Regions from separate parts of the Mus musculus genome. Here regions 1 and 3 are each linked to region 2. Evidence: chromatin contacts called from public Micro-C data. All regions are on one chromosome and are shown on one strand. The core of a region is the stretch at or near the end of the contact, and the rest is flanking DNA. Distances in the headings are between cores, read along the strand shown.

What was found. A called contact is a pair of places that touch in the nucleus more often than the background predicts.
Region 1: a Micro-C map of the G1E-ER4 cell line shows a contact between it and region 2, with 1.8 times the contacts expected there. The contact joins two enhancer-like sites. A contact is called at or near these places in 11 of 39 promoter capture datasets (3T3-L1-derived adipocytes, the HPC-7 cell line, cranial neural crest and 5 more), 2 of 15 datasets of contacts at CTCF or cohesin (CD8 T cells and the G1E-ER4 cell line), 6 of 484 Hi-C or Micro-C datasets (the G1E-ER4 cell line, liver and uterus), 2 of 115 datasets of contacts at active chromatin or transcription factors (CD8 T cells and embryonic stem cells) and 2 of 9 other capture datasets (adipose tissue and liver).
Region 3: a Micro-C map of the G1E-ER4 cell line shows a contact between it and region 2, with 5 times the contacts expected there. The contact joins two enhancer-like sites. A contact is called at or near these places in 3 of 39 promoter capture datasets (the HPC-7 cell line, embryonic stem cells and pre-B cells), 5 of 484 Hi-C or Micro-C datasets (B cells, the G1E-ER4 cell line, granulocyte-monocyte progenitors and 2 more) and 7 of 115 datasets of contacts at active chromatin or transcription factors (the 230-238 cell line, CD8 T cells, effector CD8 T cells and 2 more).

Annotation. Positions count from the first base shown.
Region 1 is chr13:111,554,113-111,559,195 of GRCm38.p6, reverse strand. No RefSeq gene overlaps it. Among named protein-coding and RNA genes, the nearest start is that of Gm15290, 6.7 kb to the right of the region's middle. Within about 2 kb of position 3,730, at least 16 of the 459 cell types and tissues checked have an H3K27ac peak or open chromatin away from gene starts, as enhancers often do. A contact at or near this core is called in the G1E-ER4 cell line, where this site is marked.
Region 2 is chr13:111,637,273-111,641,749 of GRCm38.p6, reverse strand. It overlaps Gm15286 (a long non-coding RNA gene), which reads right to left. Exons shown (of 5, transcript XR_873959.1): 3 at 3,789-3,851. Among named protein-coding and RNA genes, the nearest start is that of Mier3, 47 kb to the left of the region's middle. Within about 2 kb of position 1,274, at least 60 of the 459 cell types and tissues checked have an H3K27ac peak or open chromatin away from gene starts, as enhancers often do. A contact at or near this core is called in B cells, the G1E-ER4 cell line, the HPC-7 cell line and 2 more, where this site is marked.
Region 3 is chr13:111,722,043-111,726,892 of GRCm38.p6, reverse strand. It overlaps the pseudogene Gm15488. Among named protein-coding and RNA genes, the nearest start is that of Mier3, 38 kb to the right of the region's middle. Within about 2 kb of position 1,447, at least 391 of the 459 cell types and tissues checked have an H3K27ac peak or open chromatin away from gene starts, as enhancers often do. A contact at or near this core is called in B cells, the G1E-ER4 cell line, the HPC-7 cell line and 2 more, where this site is marked.

The DNA of each region.
Region 1 (5,083 bases), core at 2,481-4,980, 85 kb after region 2:
TATAAGCATACACACAAACCTCTGTGTGTGTATGTGTGTGTTCATGTATGTATGTGTGTGCATGCCTCAGTGTCTGCACAGAAACTAGAGGAGACTTGTGGGAGTTGACTCATTCGCCATATGGGCCTTAGGATTTGAACTTCAGTCGTCAGTCTTGGCAGCAAATGCCTTTACATAGTGAGCCATCTAGCCATCCTTGGCATATATATTTTTTTTTATTCCACTAACATCCTATAGAATTTGAGTTTAAAAAAATGTTCTTTTCATCATAATTATTATTGACTAATAACATCATATGTTAATTAACAATATACATATTAATATTTACTAATGTAGTTTATTAATTACAGCATGTTATAATATATGATATTAATTAAAGCACATGATGCTATGAGACTGTATCACAGAGGTCCCAAAAGATGGACTGGGCGTCCATCTCTGCTGGAAATCTGCTTCTATATTCTCTTGGGAGTCATATTTCCCCAGTCTCTTTGCAGTACAGTGAAACTGACCCCTCTGAAATCACTGCTGGTCACATGACCTACTACTGGCTAACATATGAATATTTTCTCATGACCACAGTGATTGATTCAAGAACATTCCATGCAATTCAAGCCAGACCAATGAAAGAAAGACAGGAATCACAGAATCATGATGGTTCTCTAATTGAATGGCTACGGTTGGCCAGGCATGGTAGTGCTCACCTGTAGGCCCAGCTCTTAAGAGTTGGAGACAAGAAGGCTAGGTGTTCAAGGTTAACTTCCAATACATAGCAAGTTCTAGGACAGCCTGGACTATATTAAAAAATTTGCCTTAAAAAAAAAAAAAGTTGGGACTGGAGAGATGTCTCAGTGGTTAAGAGCACTGACTGCTCTTCTGAAGGTCCTGAGTTCAAATCCCAGCAACCACATGGTGGCTCACAACCATCCATAACAAGATCTGGTGCCCTCTTCTGGAGTGTCTGAAGACAGCTACAGTGTACTTACATATAATAAATAAATAAATCTTTTTTTAAAAAAAATCAAAAAAGTTATCTGTAGTGGCTAAGCTAAAAGAGTACACTCTGGTAGCCTTCATGCAGGAGTATACCTGAGAACAAATGTACCAGAAGACAGCAGATGCAGTAAATGTGGATTCTGAAGGAGAGTCATGGAAAGCCCTGAACTCCTATCAGTGACCCAGGGGCTTCTCTAGCTCTGTGGGCCGGTTAACTGTCCTCTCCGTGCTAAGATCCACGTGCCTCTCTTCTCACCTACACCTGGAAGAGAAACAGATCCTCTGCTTTGTTTTAGGGTTTGTGTGTCTGTCTGGGGGCCAGGGTCTCCTGTAACCCAGACTGCTTTGAGCCACTGTGTAGCTGAGGCTGTCGTTGATCTCCTAACCCTCCTGCCTGTGTCCTAAATACTGTGTTATAGACGTAGGACACCTGCCCAGTAAAGAATTCTGAGTGCGTAAGGTAACAGTTGTGTGGGTAGGAAAGCCTCCTTGAGAAACAAAGATGGCCTGAAGTCTGAGTAATAAATCCATTCAGCAAATGGGAAGACTGCCCCAGTCAGAGGAAATGGTGAGTCCTGGGACCTTGTGTAAGTACAGAGCTCCTCGGACCAAAGAGAGCTCCATAAGTAAGAGACGGGTTGTTGTTGTTGTTGTTGTTGTTGTACAAGCTTGAAATATGAATTCAGACTCCAGCACCCATGTAAAATAAAAAGCTGGGGGTGGTCACACACCTGTTACCACAGCACTGTGGGGAGCAGAGACAGGAGGATGACTAAGACTTGTTAGCCACCAGCCAGCTCCAGGTTCAGGGAGAGACTGTTTCTAAAGGAAGAAGACAAAGTGATGAAGCAGGAACTCCAGCATCCTCCTCTGGCCTCTTCTTCGTGTGTGCACAGGCACAGGCATGCGCATCTGCACACACACAGGCACAGACACCACATATACACACTCTCACACAACATGCGCACAATCAGTCTATCAAAACTGGAATTAAAGCTGATTGAGTTTGAGCAACTAAGAGTAACCATAAAGCTATGAGATCTAACCAAGATATCAATGATGGACAGAAAAGCAAGATCACCACTCACAGCCACCAACGTAAGATGATAATCAGAAAAATGAAAGTATTTCATATAAAATAGAAGCATGACAGTACATCTCTGTAACTCCAGGCCTGGGGGTGTAGAGACAGGAGGAGCAGGAGTTCCAGGTTGTCCTTGGCCACACACAAAATTTAAGGGTAGTCTAGAGAATATGGAACACTGACTCAAAGGAAAAGAGTCTATGAGTGTATTCAGAGGGAACTCTTAGGAGAGTGTTTAAGAGTGTTGCTGCTCTTCTGCAGAGTTTGGTTCTAATACCAAGGTTAGACAGCTCACAATACCCTGCTAGTCTGGTTTCTATTCTGGCCTCTGTGAGCACCCACACATGGCAAACACTCACACAAACACATAAACAAAATAAAGTAAGCATTATTTGTATATAGTACTATTCATAAAACTATAGATGTGGGAAAGGTCCCACACCCCCCAAACACAGAGAAAGAGAGAGAGAGAAAGAGAGAGAGAGAGAGCTGTTTGCTGGGCATGGAGGTCTCACCCATGATCTCTTTATCTCCCTCAGACACATTTAGAGGTGAAGTTGCTGAAAGGGAGTTTACTCTGCCCACCTCACAGGTGGCCTTTGGATCCGGGACCCCTTGAGAGCCGGCCCAAGCCCATGGTCACGGCAAAGGGCTGCTGAGGGAGAACTTGAGAGGAGCTGAGACATAGTTCAGGGGTAGAGGGTGGACTTACGTTTGAGGCTCCCTGTTCACTTTCAGTACAAAAAGAAAAAGAAAGAAAGGAAAAAAGAAAGAGCCGGGGAAGGGAGGAAGAAAGGAAGGGAGAGAGAAAGAAAGAAAGAAAGAAAGAAAGAAAGAAAGAAAGAAAGAGAGAGGGAGGGAGGGAGGGAGGGAGGGAGGGAGGGAGGGAGGGAGGGAGGGAGGGAGGGAGGAAGGAAGGAAGGAAGGAAGGAAGGAAGGAAGGAAGAATGGAAGGAAGGATGGATGGATGGCAGGCTGGCAAGCAAAGCAAGCGCCTAACAAACAAGGCCAGTTTGCAAATCTTCCCTGGTACCAAGTTAATTTTCTGAAATCATCACAAACACACTAAGTTATTTACTGTAACCAAAATAGACTGAGCTCAATTTTAAATTCATGGCACTAATTTATATTCTCGCACAATTCAGTAATTACTACCTATTTTCCCACCTAACATACCCGTGTTCCCCCCGGCTTATACTTTCACTGAATTTATATTTCAAAATAAACATAATTAATGTGGATTTGACACATTTCTTCTGGTGTTTGTAGGAACAGCTATAAATGTAGAAGAAAATGGTAGTTAATTGATAGAAAACCCTCCCCAGGCTGAGTTTTCCAGAAATAACGCCCCTGAGAGGAGTTAGCACCCAGAATTTTTATTGGGGGGGGGGTGTCTCAGGACTAACACCCAAGGAAGAGAAGCAGGAGACACCCAGCTGCTAGGGTGGGTCTCAAACTATCCTGTGAGCAGTCTTCAGGTCAGTTGCTCTCAGGGTTGTCCAGAGCTGAGGACCGAGAGCCTAGACTTTATCTTCTAAACATTTGTCGGTCGCTGGCTGCAAGCCAGCTCACAAAGGACAGGAACTTGAAAGATACAGTTTTTCCCAGTAGCAAGAGGTCATAAAGAGGGCTGCCCTCAGCGTTCCTGGCAGTCAGGGGGAATCACCGAAGCAGCTAAGATTCTCATTCCTGACACACGATCTAGGCGGAACATGACTGTCCCCCACCGCAGCTCCAGGCAGAATGTGACTGTCCCCAACAGCAGCTCCTTAAATGTAATATGTCTAAAGTCTAAAAAAGGTCCCCTCGCTGCCTCACCGAATTTCACTCTTCAAGTCAGGAGACCTCCTCCCTCCCATCCCCCAGCCCCCAAATCCCGATTTAATTATTCTGAGATTTGGGCAGACACAGTTGCTAGGATGGAGTCCATCCCTGAAGCAGAAGGAAATGGATTTAGCTGTTAGGTTTAAGATATGGCCACTGCAAGGAGAACCATGCAAGGGTGACCCAGAGGGCAGAAGGACAGAGGTTCAGACAGACTGGACAGATGCTGCACCAGTCAGCGCCAGCTGCCATAGCAAAGAAGCCATTTCCACTCTGAAGATCCAGCAGGCACCTGAGTGGGGCACCAAGCCCACAGAGCAGTGGTTCTCAACCTTCCTAACACTGAGACCCTTTAATAAAGTTCCCCAGCCACAAAATTATTTCCATTGCTGCTCCATAACTGTAATTTTGTTACTGTTATGAATCATAATGTAGATCTCTGATATGCAACCCCCTCCAAAGGGGTCACAACTCACAGGTTGAGAACCGCTGTTTTAGAGAAATAGAGTATTGTAGGTTGAGAACCCAAATTATCTTGGAATATCATCACCACTTTAAAAGCCACTTGTCTTAACTTTGATATATGAGTTAATGGTCTCCTAACTCGTAACATAACGTCTCAGATTTCACTAGGCTTAGCAAATCTGTAGTCTTCAACCCTAAAGCTAAAAAAAAATGCTAGATGGGTGGAGGTTGGGAGATGGTTCAGTGGTTAGAGCAAAGGACCCAGGTTTGGTGACCAGAATATATATGTCACCTCACAAACACTCATATCTCCAGTCCCAAGGGATCTGACACCTTCTTCTGGCCTCCTTGGGGACCATATAACATATATGCAGACTAGCACTCATATACATAAAATTTAAAATAAAAAATACCCTCAAAAGTCAATAAAGCCCATGAAAACGATGTCTTCACCTAGGCATAGCCTACCTGTCTGACGCCCTCACCGAGTAACCTGGTAAATATACAGATTTACAGCTTTCTTGGTCGTATATCACGTAGCCTCTTCCTGGTGACACTCACCAATAAGGGTAACTGGAATCCATGTGTTTGGGCCATGCTCCCTCATACTCGGCTCAGAGTGAACCGTGTTCTTCCTTTAAGGCAGACCTAGTTTACATTACTGTAGACCCCTCCAGAGGGAGCTGTGGAGAGAAAGCTCCAGTGGCTAAAAGC
Region 2 (4,477 bases), core at 25-2,524:
CTTCTCTTGGGCCTTTTGACATACCAAGGAAAGAGCAACAGGGAGGGATATTTGAAATTTGCCTTTCTCCCAGAGAACAGAAGGATACTCTGTGTGTCTTCTCTCTGGAGCAGGGACTGTGACTATTCCTGAAAGTCCCACTTAGATTTTGTACTGGCCAAAGGACTTGATTGCAAATGATGGGAAAAGATTTGGAGTCATTAAACTGGAATTTATTATCACAATATCTGAAAAAAACTCAGCCCAAAAAGAAAGGTGGAGTCTCTGGGTCCCCAGCCAAGGTCATGTCAACCTGGTTGGGAACGAGGCAGAGGCAGAGGCAGAGGCAGAGGCAGAGGCAGAGGCAGAGGCAGAGGCAGAGGCAGAGGCAGAGGAAGCAGGTAGATAGATCACTGTGGGTTTGAGGTCAGCCTGCTATACAGATTGAGTTCTAGGCCAGCCAGAGCTACATAATGAGACCCAGTTTTAGAAAGAAAGAAGGAGAGAGAGAGAGAGAGAGAGAGAGAGAGAGAGAGAGAGAGAGAGAGAGAGAGAGGAAGATGAAAGGGTACATTCTAGATTTCCTTTCTGTGGCACTTTGAGAGTTACTGATGTTGGTTGCTTAGCAATGGTGGCGCATAGCTTTAATCTCAGGGCTCAGGAGGCAGAGGCAGGTGGATCTCTGTGAATTCAAGGTCAGCCTGATCTACAGAGCAAGTTCCGGAACAGCCAGGGCTGCACAGAAAAACCATCATGGAAAAACAAACAAACATGAGAATTACTAATATAAAACTGCAGTTCTCTCTGCTTTCAACTTTCCCGTAGCTTGGATCTACTTTTTATTTGAAAGTTACCAAATCAAACTAAACCAAGATGAAAACAGAAAACAAGAACAAAAACCAAAGGACTTATTTTTTTGGCTCTGTCCATGACCCTCTGATCCAAGCCATGTACATAAAGCCACAGGTGAGATGACTGTCAGTGGGGTTTAATTTATGCACACAGGAGGCAGCTGGTGAATCTGAAGGCACAAAATAGAGTTTAAGCCTGAATGAGGAGCACATTATGCAAAAGAGCCCAGTACATGATTGGTTTGTGACCCTTCATTTACTCAATAAATATTTACTGTGTGTCTGTCAGTATAGGATTTGGGGTGATAAGACAGACACTACCTACCTCCTCATGAAATGTACTGTGAAGTTAAGGAGATAAATAATTACAAACGATTGGAGAAGTGACTGTTTGGCTGTGGTGACAGTAATTACCACAAAGGAAGTGTGTACAGTGGGGTCTGAGATTGCACAAGCGGCACCTACCGCCAGCTCGTTTTCTTTGTCTCAGGCCTTCGGTATTTGCATATAGTATTAATCTGTACTTTGTTAAGCTTGCCCCTTACCTACTGCGCTAGCTTTATCTGTTCAGTCCACCCTCTTCTCCTAGGTTCTGGTGAATGACCAGGCTTGTGTTACTGCCATGAATCCAGAGTTTACAATGTTCAAAACTACCTTGCTATGCTGCATCTTGCCCTGGGCAGAGCTGGTTACGAGAGTTATGACTCTGGATAATCCAGAGAATATTCTCCTGATTCCCTTCACTTCCAAAGTGGATCTGCATTTTCTCTATGATGCAATAAGAGAGACCTCCGTTAAATCAGTGATTCATGGTCCACTCCTGTCCAGAACATTCTCTATTCCTGTCATGGGCAGTGCAGGAATTTTCATAGCCCCACTGAGACGGTGCCTATATTGGTTCATTTTCTGTATCTATAACAAAATGCCAGAAGTCGGTCATTTATAAAATAAAGAATTTTATCTGTTACCCAGTCCTGGGAGTTCAATGGCACAATGCTGGCATCAGCTGAGCTCTAGTGGTGGATAGCATCCAATTGTATGGGGTGTGGGCAACATTGCATGGCATGTTTATCTATAACATATCTCTCAAAAGGATTAACCAGGGAAGGCTAGTGAGATTGATCATAGGTTAAGAGCACTGGCTGGGCTGGTGAGATGGCTCAGTGGGTAAGAGCACCCGATTGCTCTTCCAAAGGTCCGAAGTTCAAATCCCAGCAACCACATGGTGGCTCACAACTACCCGTAATGAGATCTGATGCCCTCTTCTGGAGTGTCTGAAGACAGCTACAGTGTACTTTACATATAATAAATAAATAAGTAAATTAAAAAAAAAGAGCACTGGCTCCCCTTGTACAGGACCTGGTCTCAGTTCCCCAATATGTTCATGACTCCTCATAACTGTCTGTAGCTCCAATCCCAGGGGATCTGACACTCTTTTCTGGCCTCTACTGGCAAGGTACACATGTGGCCTATAGACATAGCTGCAGGCCAAACGTCAATACAAATAATAAATAAATATTTTTTTAAAAGAATGAGCCAGGTTTTCCTGAGAAGCACATTGGTCTTTTCTGAGGGACATGTCCCCATTTGCTTCCCACGGGACCTTCCTTACATTAGAGGCTGTGTATCATACCCTCACGCTAAGGTAGTGTAGAATCTTCACCTGCCCAACACATGGGCCTTTAGGAGACACTCTCAAACTGTATGCACACTGTGGCAATCCCTCAGAAGAAATGCTAATTGTCAGGCTTTGGATCTGCTACAGTCTCCTCATTTTGAAAGCATCAACTTTTCCTCAAACACACATGGCCGAGTATCTACAGTCCCGACAAGCGGAGATGGTGCCTACAATCTGGCCTTGATTTTCACCTTCTCGTTTTTTTTTCTTTCAGCTTCGTTTATGAGCAAAGATACCTCCTAAGATCCTAGCGTTTATGACTGTGGGCATCAACTTATGGGGAAACAGAACTGAGAGTAAGCCTTGTCAACAAAGCCGTGTAGGACCCATTTATTTAGACTTTGCAACGTTTGTTCGGGACTTCTACAGACATTGGCTGGGTCCCATACTCAAGAGGACTAAAGATGAAAAAAAAAGTAATAACAATTTCTGGACAATATGCTGGATTGAGCTGATATAAAAAGATCAAAGGCTGATATGACTGAGAAGGAAAAGTCCAATAAAAATTTAATACATGGGAAGCTGATGTCAAATAAGAGAAACTCTCATGGGTCAGACACAGGGTAGGAGTTGAAGCCACACTTCTTGAAAGAATATTGATAAATGAGTCTCAGCGCAGCGCTCAAGGACTGGACTGTTAGGGGTATTCATCTCCTCACAGGCCCTGGGCTGCTTGCAAAAGCCAACGACAATGAGGCTGTTTCTGCCCAGGATAATGGGCCGGAATATTAACAACTGTCCAGAGATATCAGCGGACCTTTTATCAAGGGGAGGTGGCCCCTCTTACAAATCAGGGGGACACATGCCTGGAAGAAGGACAGAGAGATGTCACACAGACAGGGAAAAATAGTCTATAAGCTCTGATGGCACTGATGACCAGCTCCATCCCAGGGCTATGATGTCTGCCACAAGAAGAAGGAGAAGAAGAAGGTGAGGATGGGGCTATGGATAAGCCTACAGAGGACAAGAAATCCAGACACCGATGAGAAGGAGGGTGGGGATGAAAAATAGCTATACCTGAAAGGGAACCCCAACAACTCCAACCGGGCAGCAGAGAACCAGAAAGAGCAGATAGATGGACCTGAACAGGCCAGAGGACTTTGAAGAAGATACGGAGAAGAAATCAAGATGTAGAAAGCAAAAGAGCTGCATGAAAACACATTCATCTGCAAGGACAGCAGGCCAAAGCCAAGCTTCCCCCATGGCAGAATCTAGAAACAGAGGAAGCAGAGAGAGTGCAAGCTGGGACCAGCCTGGGGCTTTAACTCCACAAAGCCTACCTTTGGTGACATACTTCCTCCACCAAGGCTGCACTTCCTAAACTGCTCAAGCAGTGACACCAACTGTGGACCAAGTGTTCAAACATCAGAGACTAAACATCAGAACCAGCCTCATCCTGGACAGGGTTCTGGGGAAGGGGCGTCTGGGAGCCTTGAGAGAAATGACTCCAAGTCAAATCGTGGGTTATGAGCTGATGGTCTATGGTCTACTCAAGACAGATTTCCAGACTTCTCTCTGCTTGACACACATTCTCGTGCAATTCGAAAAAACTCTCCAGATAGCTCATTTCTTATAGCTCAAAAGCCCAGTCTTTTAACTATAAATCAATTCAGTCATTACCCCAGGTTCCCTTTCTATTATCCCATGAATTACATCCCATGACCCCACACCCTTGATTCTTAACAGGAGACTGCAAGCACATTTTAAAAGGAAAAAAAAAACATTACAAAATAATTCAGATATCTGCCTGCATTTGTTAAGTACAGACAATTTCAGGTCAGGGTCCCACCCAGCTAGCTTATTGTCTGTACTTAACCAAAACACACACACACACACACACACTCATACACACACTAATGCATTATAGGGTATTTGCCTCAAAATAATATAGAAAGTGGGCTGGAGAATTGGATCAGCAGTTTAGGGCACTTGTTAGTCTTTCAGAGCAACTGGCTTTGATTTCCAGCAC
Region 3 (4,850 bases), core at 198-2,697, 85 kb before region 2:
TGCTGGCCCTGTGCATTGAGTGAGTTATTAAAGTTCTTTCAAATACCATCCATGGAGAAATGGCTTCCCACCTTCCATGAGGCTAGTATTTATCCAAAACTGGATAAAATAACATCAAACACAAGATTATAGACCCATATCTCTCATAATGCATATGCAAATTTTCTTTAAATATCTTACCAAAAGAACCCAGTAATATAAAGGATAATATAACATGATCATATTAATCCAATGACAGAAAGCTTAATGGTCACTTGGGGACTGGGAATGAAAGAATACATGAGAATGGTTAAAGAAAGGTTCTAACAGGATTTTGAAAGTGATGGATACATTTACAATCTTAATTTTGATTAGTGTATAGACAAAAGATTTATCAAATTGTTCACTTTAAGTGTGTGCGGTTTATCATACACCACTATGAAATATCATATACTATACCTTAAAAAGCTCCTTAAGAAAGCATTTTGTCTGGTAATCTTGCCTTCGGCTGTTTAGGAGAATGAAGTGCAAACAGGGCATTTTGTTCTTATGTCTATATATTCACAAATCACTTTAGTTAAGAACACTCATGCAGCTACCTTGGGATTCTGTTCCCAACATCCACATGGTCGCTCACAACCATTTATCCGGTTCCAGCGGACACCGTGGACACCAGATACCCACAAGGTGCACATATATACATGCAGGTAAATCACTAATACGCATAAACTAAATCAGTGTGTGTGTGCCTCTTTGAATGGGTTCGCTCGCTCTTAGAAGCGCCTGAGGTCCAGGCTAAGGCTGGAAATTGGCCGAGAAGAGTTCAGCTGAGTGGAGCCCATGAGAGTAGGGACTAAGCAGAGGCTGAGGACAGACGTTACAAGCAGCAGGCACAACCCTGGGAAAGAAACCAGGCGGCCCACGCCCAGGGAGCGTTCCTAGAGGCCAGGATGCCATGAAGTCCAGTGACTCTTCGCGCACAACCAAGATCGTTGTACCCATGAGAGCGCAAACGCACAGCGAGAGCAGGCTGCTCCAGCTCTGCGCGCCCGGGCTGCAGGAGCCTTGCGGTGTGGGACACCCTGGGCGGAGGCCCGGAGGGCGGGACAGCGCAGCCCGGCTCCTCCCTTAACTGAGCGGGGCGAGGATTCGACGCGCCTCTTCCACGCCTTCCTCCTCGCTGCACCACAGAGCAGCCTGCAGGGTGTGTGGGGGCGATGGCGCCGCTTCGTCCCCCCCAGAATGTGAGAAGCCTCACCTACAACCCGAAGTGAGAGGACGGAATGGCAGGACCTCACGACGTCACGCAGCCCTCGCTGCTGCCAAAGCTGTTACGCCCAGCCAATGGGCTGAGGCGGGCGGGCCGCGGAGGCGGAGCCTGAAGTACTTGAAGCCCCGGGATGCCCTGGGCTGACTCGAGCAAGCCTTGGGGGGGGCCGAGCCTGAGGTGGGTGGAGCCTGGGGGCTTCCAAAGTTCTGCGGTGGGCGGGCCTAAGAGGAGGAGCCTGAGGTGGGTGGAGCCTGGGACAACCCGAGGTTTAAGGCGAAAGGAACCTGAAGTGGGTGGAGCCCAAAGTAGGCGGAGCCCTGAGGCTGAGGGTCGCCGAGGGGGTTGGGGCTATTCGGTAACGCAGATGCCCACCTTACGGGGGCGGGACCTGTGTCCCCTTTCCCAGTGTGCGCCGCGCTGCTGGGTCTCACGCGCGCGCGCTTTTTTCCTTTAGTAACTCCGCCCTTACAAGGATGCTGCAAAGGAGCAAATAGAAACTTACAAAGTGGGGGTGTGGCCTTTCCTCAACCGGGACCTAGGAGTTTGAACTTCCTCGGAAAAGTCAAGGCTTAGTCTCATTAACGCGTAGAAAAGAGCAGAAAACCATGGATTGCTCGGGGTGGGTCGCCGTGGGCTGTGACGGCTGGCGTTTGTGAGCGTGCTGCTGATCTGCAGTCTATGCAGCGGAAGACTCGGCTGAAAGTGAGACAGACACAAGCGCCTTCCCGAAGCTTCACACTACGGAGACGTGAATTCGGGTGTGGCGTTACCTTAGAAATATCAAGAGAAAGTTTCTTCCTTTTTGTTCAGAAACAACAGTTTGTTAAAAAAAAAAAATAGTTCTGGAAGTAAGAGTGATATAGTCAAAGAAGAAATTACCACTCCCGGGAGAGACTATATGACAAGGGATGTGAATTTGGCTTAAGTTTGCCTTTGAAAAGGACACGCCTATGGGAAAAAGTGTTTACGAAGATTCTTATTTGAAAACATTCAAGTAGCTATTGAATGGTTCGAGGGAAAGCTGAGCTACGTGTCTGCTTCTGATCTTTCCGTTTACAGCTTTAGTACCTCGGGCACGTTCCCTAGCATTTCCATGCCCAAGTTTCTTTGCAAAAACAAAACAAAACAAAACGCATGTTGATGACTGGCTACTTGGATGCTCATGGTTGCGGGTTAGAGAACATTGACCTCTCCCAAAGAATTGCTTCTTCTAGGGTCTCAGTTTAGCATAGCTTAGTTCATTAAGGGCAATAACCCAGGAATCATCCAGAACTTTAGTCGATTGCTGCGTAGGAAACAGAAACTTTCAGATTCTTCAACACATTGCAAAAGACCCAAAGATAAAATTATTACAGGTGACGTTGTTCTAGGAACGTTACCAAAGGTTCCCCAGGCTCTATTTTTAAACGACCATAGTAAGCCATCAAATTTCTTGTGCTTCCAGAACCAGTTGAGTCAAAAAATCAACACCTTCTGAGAGTCCAGCATCAAAAGGTGAGACTGTTTGAAAATGGCTATCAACAACCAAATGGCTTTAAACCAGAAGACATTCGTTGTATGACCTTGGGTTTAGGTGTCTACAGGAAGATTTGTCTTGTCACTGAAGGATTGATACCCAAGAAACAGAATCTATGTATCCTGGTAAAAAGCTGTTAGTATTGCCAAAGATTGCTGGTCTAGCTCTGTAGTCAGAGTAAATAAAGATTTGAATTTGAAACCCAAGTTTTCAGACTTTTAATTTCATAATTAACCTTATAAATTACATTGTCTGTTAAAGTATGCTATAATGTGTGATGGAATAATTGCATTTATATGTAAGTACACTGTACCTGACTTCAGACACCGCAGAAGAGAGCATCAGATCTCATTACAGATGGTTGTGAGCTACCATGTAGTTGCTAGGATTTGAACTCAGAACCTTTGGAAGAGCAGCCAGTGCTCTTAACTGCTGAGCCATCTCTCCATCCCAATAAATGCATTTTTTGGTCATGAGACTTTCCCAATATATATTCATTTTCTCCTTTACCAGTTATAGAAAAAAACAGCATGAAGGTCAGATTCATTTGTTCTCACATAAATCTTCTATACTAGTCATTAGCAAAATACACTTTTAAAATAATATCCAAGGGATATCAAATTAGACTAAATAAATATATGCGTGTGGATATATATGTGTATATAACTTTGTAAAACTGAGTCTAAAGAATGTTGTTCATATTATCATTAAAATTTAGATTCTGCCTTCTCTATGGTCTGCTGGTTCTGTGCTTCATCATCTGTTAGGAACAAGTCTTTCAAAAACATGACATTCAGGCGGGCGTGGTGGCACACACCTTTAATCCCAGCACTTGGGAGGCAGAGGCAGGCGGATTTCTGAGTTCGAGGCCAGCCTGGTCTACAGAGTGAGTTCCAGGACAGCCAGGGCTACACAGAGAAACCCTGTCTCGGGGGAAAAAAAAAAGAAACAAAAACAAAAACATGATATTCTAGACTGGAAATAAATTGTTTAAGAAGATGAAAGAACATGTATTAAAGTATCATAATAAACTCATTATTTTATGCTCATAACTAATGTTATTCATAAAGATGGAGGGATTAAAACAGACTTCTATTTAGGTTTTTAAGTAAGATTGTCCTTATGGGGTAGTTTAGTTTCACATGTTGTGTCTGTGCCTTTGCCGTGTTGTATAATAGGTGCAGCATATCACAAGTATGACCCGATCTTTTTTCACTCCACTGGAAACTGATTTAGTTTTAGATGCCTGGATGGGGTAGTCACTGATGGATATGACAAAGGAATATCAAAAATTGTACTCAGGCAATAAATATCCATATTCAACCTCAGTCATAGGGTGTAGGACTATATTTGCCATAGTGATTGTGGCTTAAGCATTTATACTTTAAATAAAATCCATTTAAAAGGCTGCTATGTGAATGTAGTTGCCTGCCTGGTAGACAAAACCTTCTGAAAAGAAATCGCACTTGTAGGGTTCATTTTGTGGTTTTTGGATTCTTTAACATCCAACAGGACGCCCTCTTAGCTAATACCCTCAACTCTTCTTGAGGCGAGAGAGAACAACCTGGCCCTTGAAGAATGAATGGCAGTACATGGCTAATATCAGAAATTCACAGTCCTCTGGTTATAGGACAGTACGTTGACAATTGTTCAGACAGTAAGTTGGCCTGCCTGGGCTTTTGACAGGAGGTACAACAATGGCTGATTGTTCTTTGTCATGTGACTGAGCACAAAGCCCGTTGGGTAACCGAGCTTGAGTGTCTACAACTTGTTGAGAAACGTTATCTTTCAAGAATGATTACTTTAGAAATTTTAAATGATTTGATTATTTTATCTGTGTTGAAATATAGTTTTACATATTAACCACTAAACTAGTATCCCCTTTCTCAGTATTGCTAAGTTTATAAGTCATCCATTTATTGGCTTGAGTTTCCCACTGGCAAAACCCTGATTACCTGGCTACATTTACAGTTACAGGAGCAGGCCTGGCTCCTTTATCTAACTGAATGACTGGAACCCTTAGTTCCTGATATTTTAGAAGAAAACGATGAAGCCAAGCATGGTGGTGTATGGTTTATTCCATCA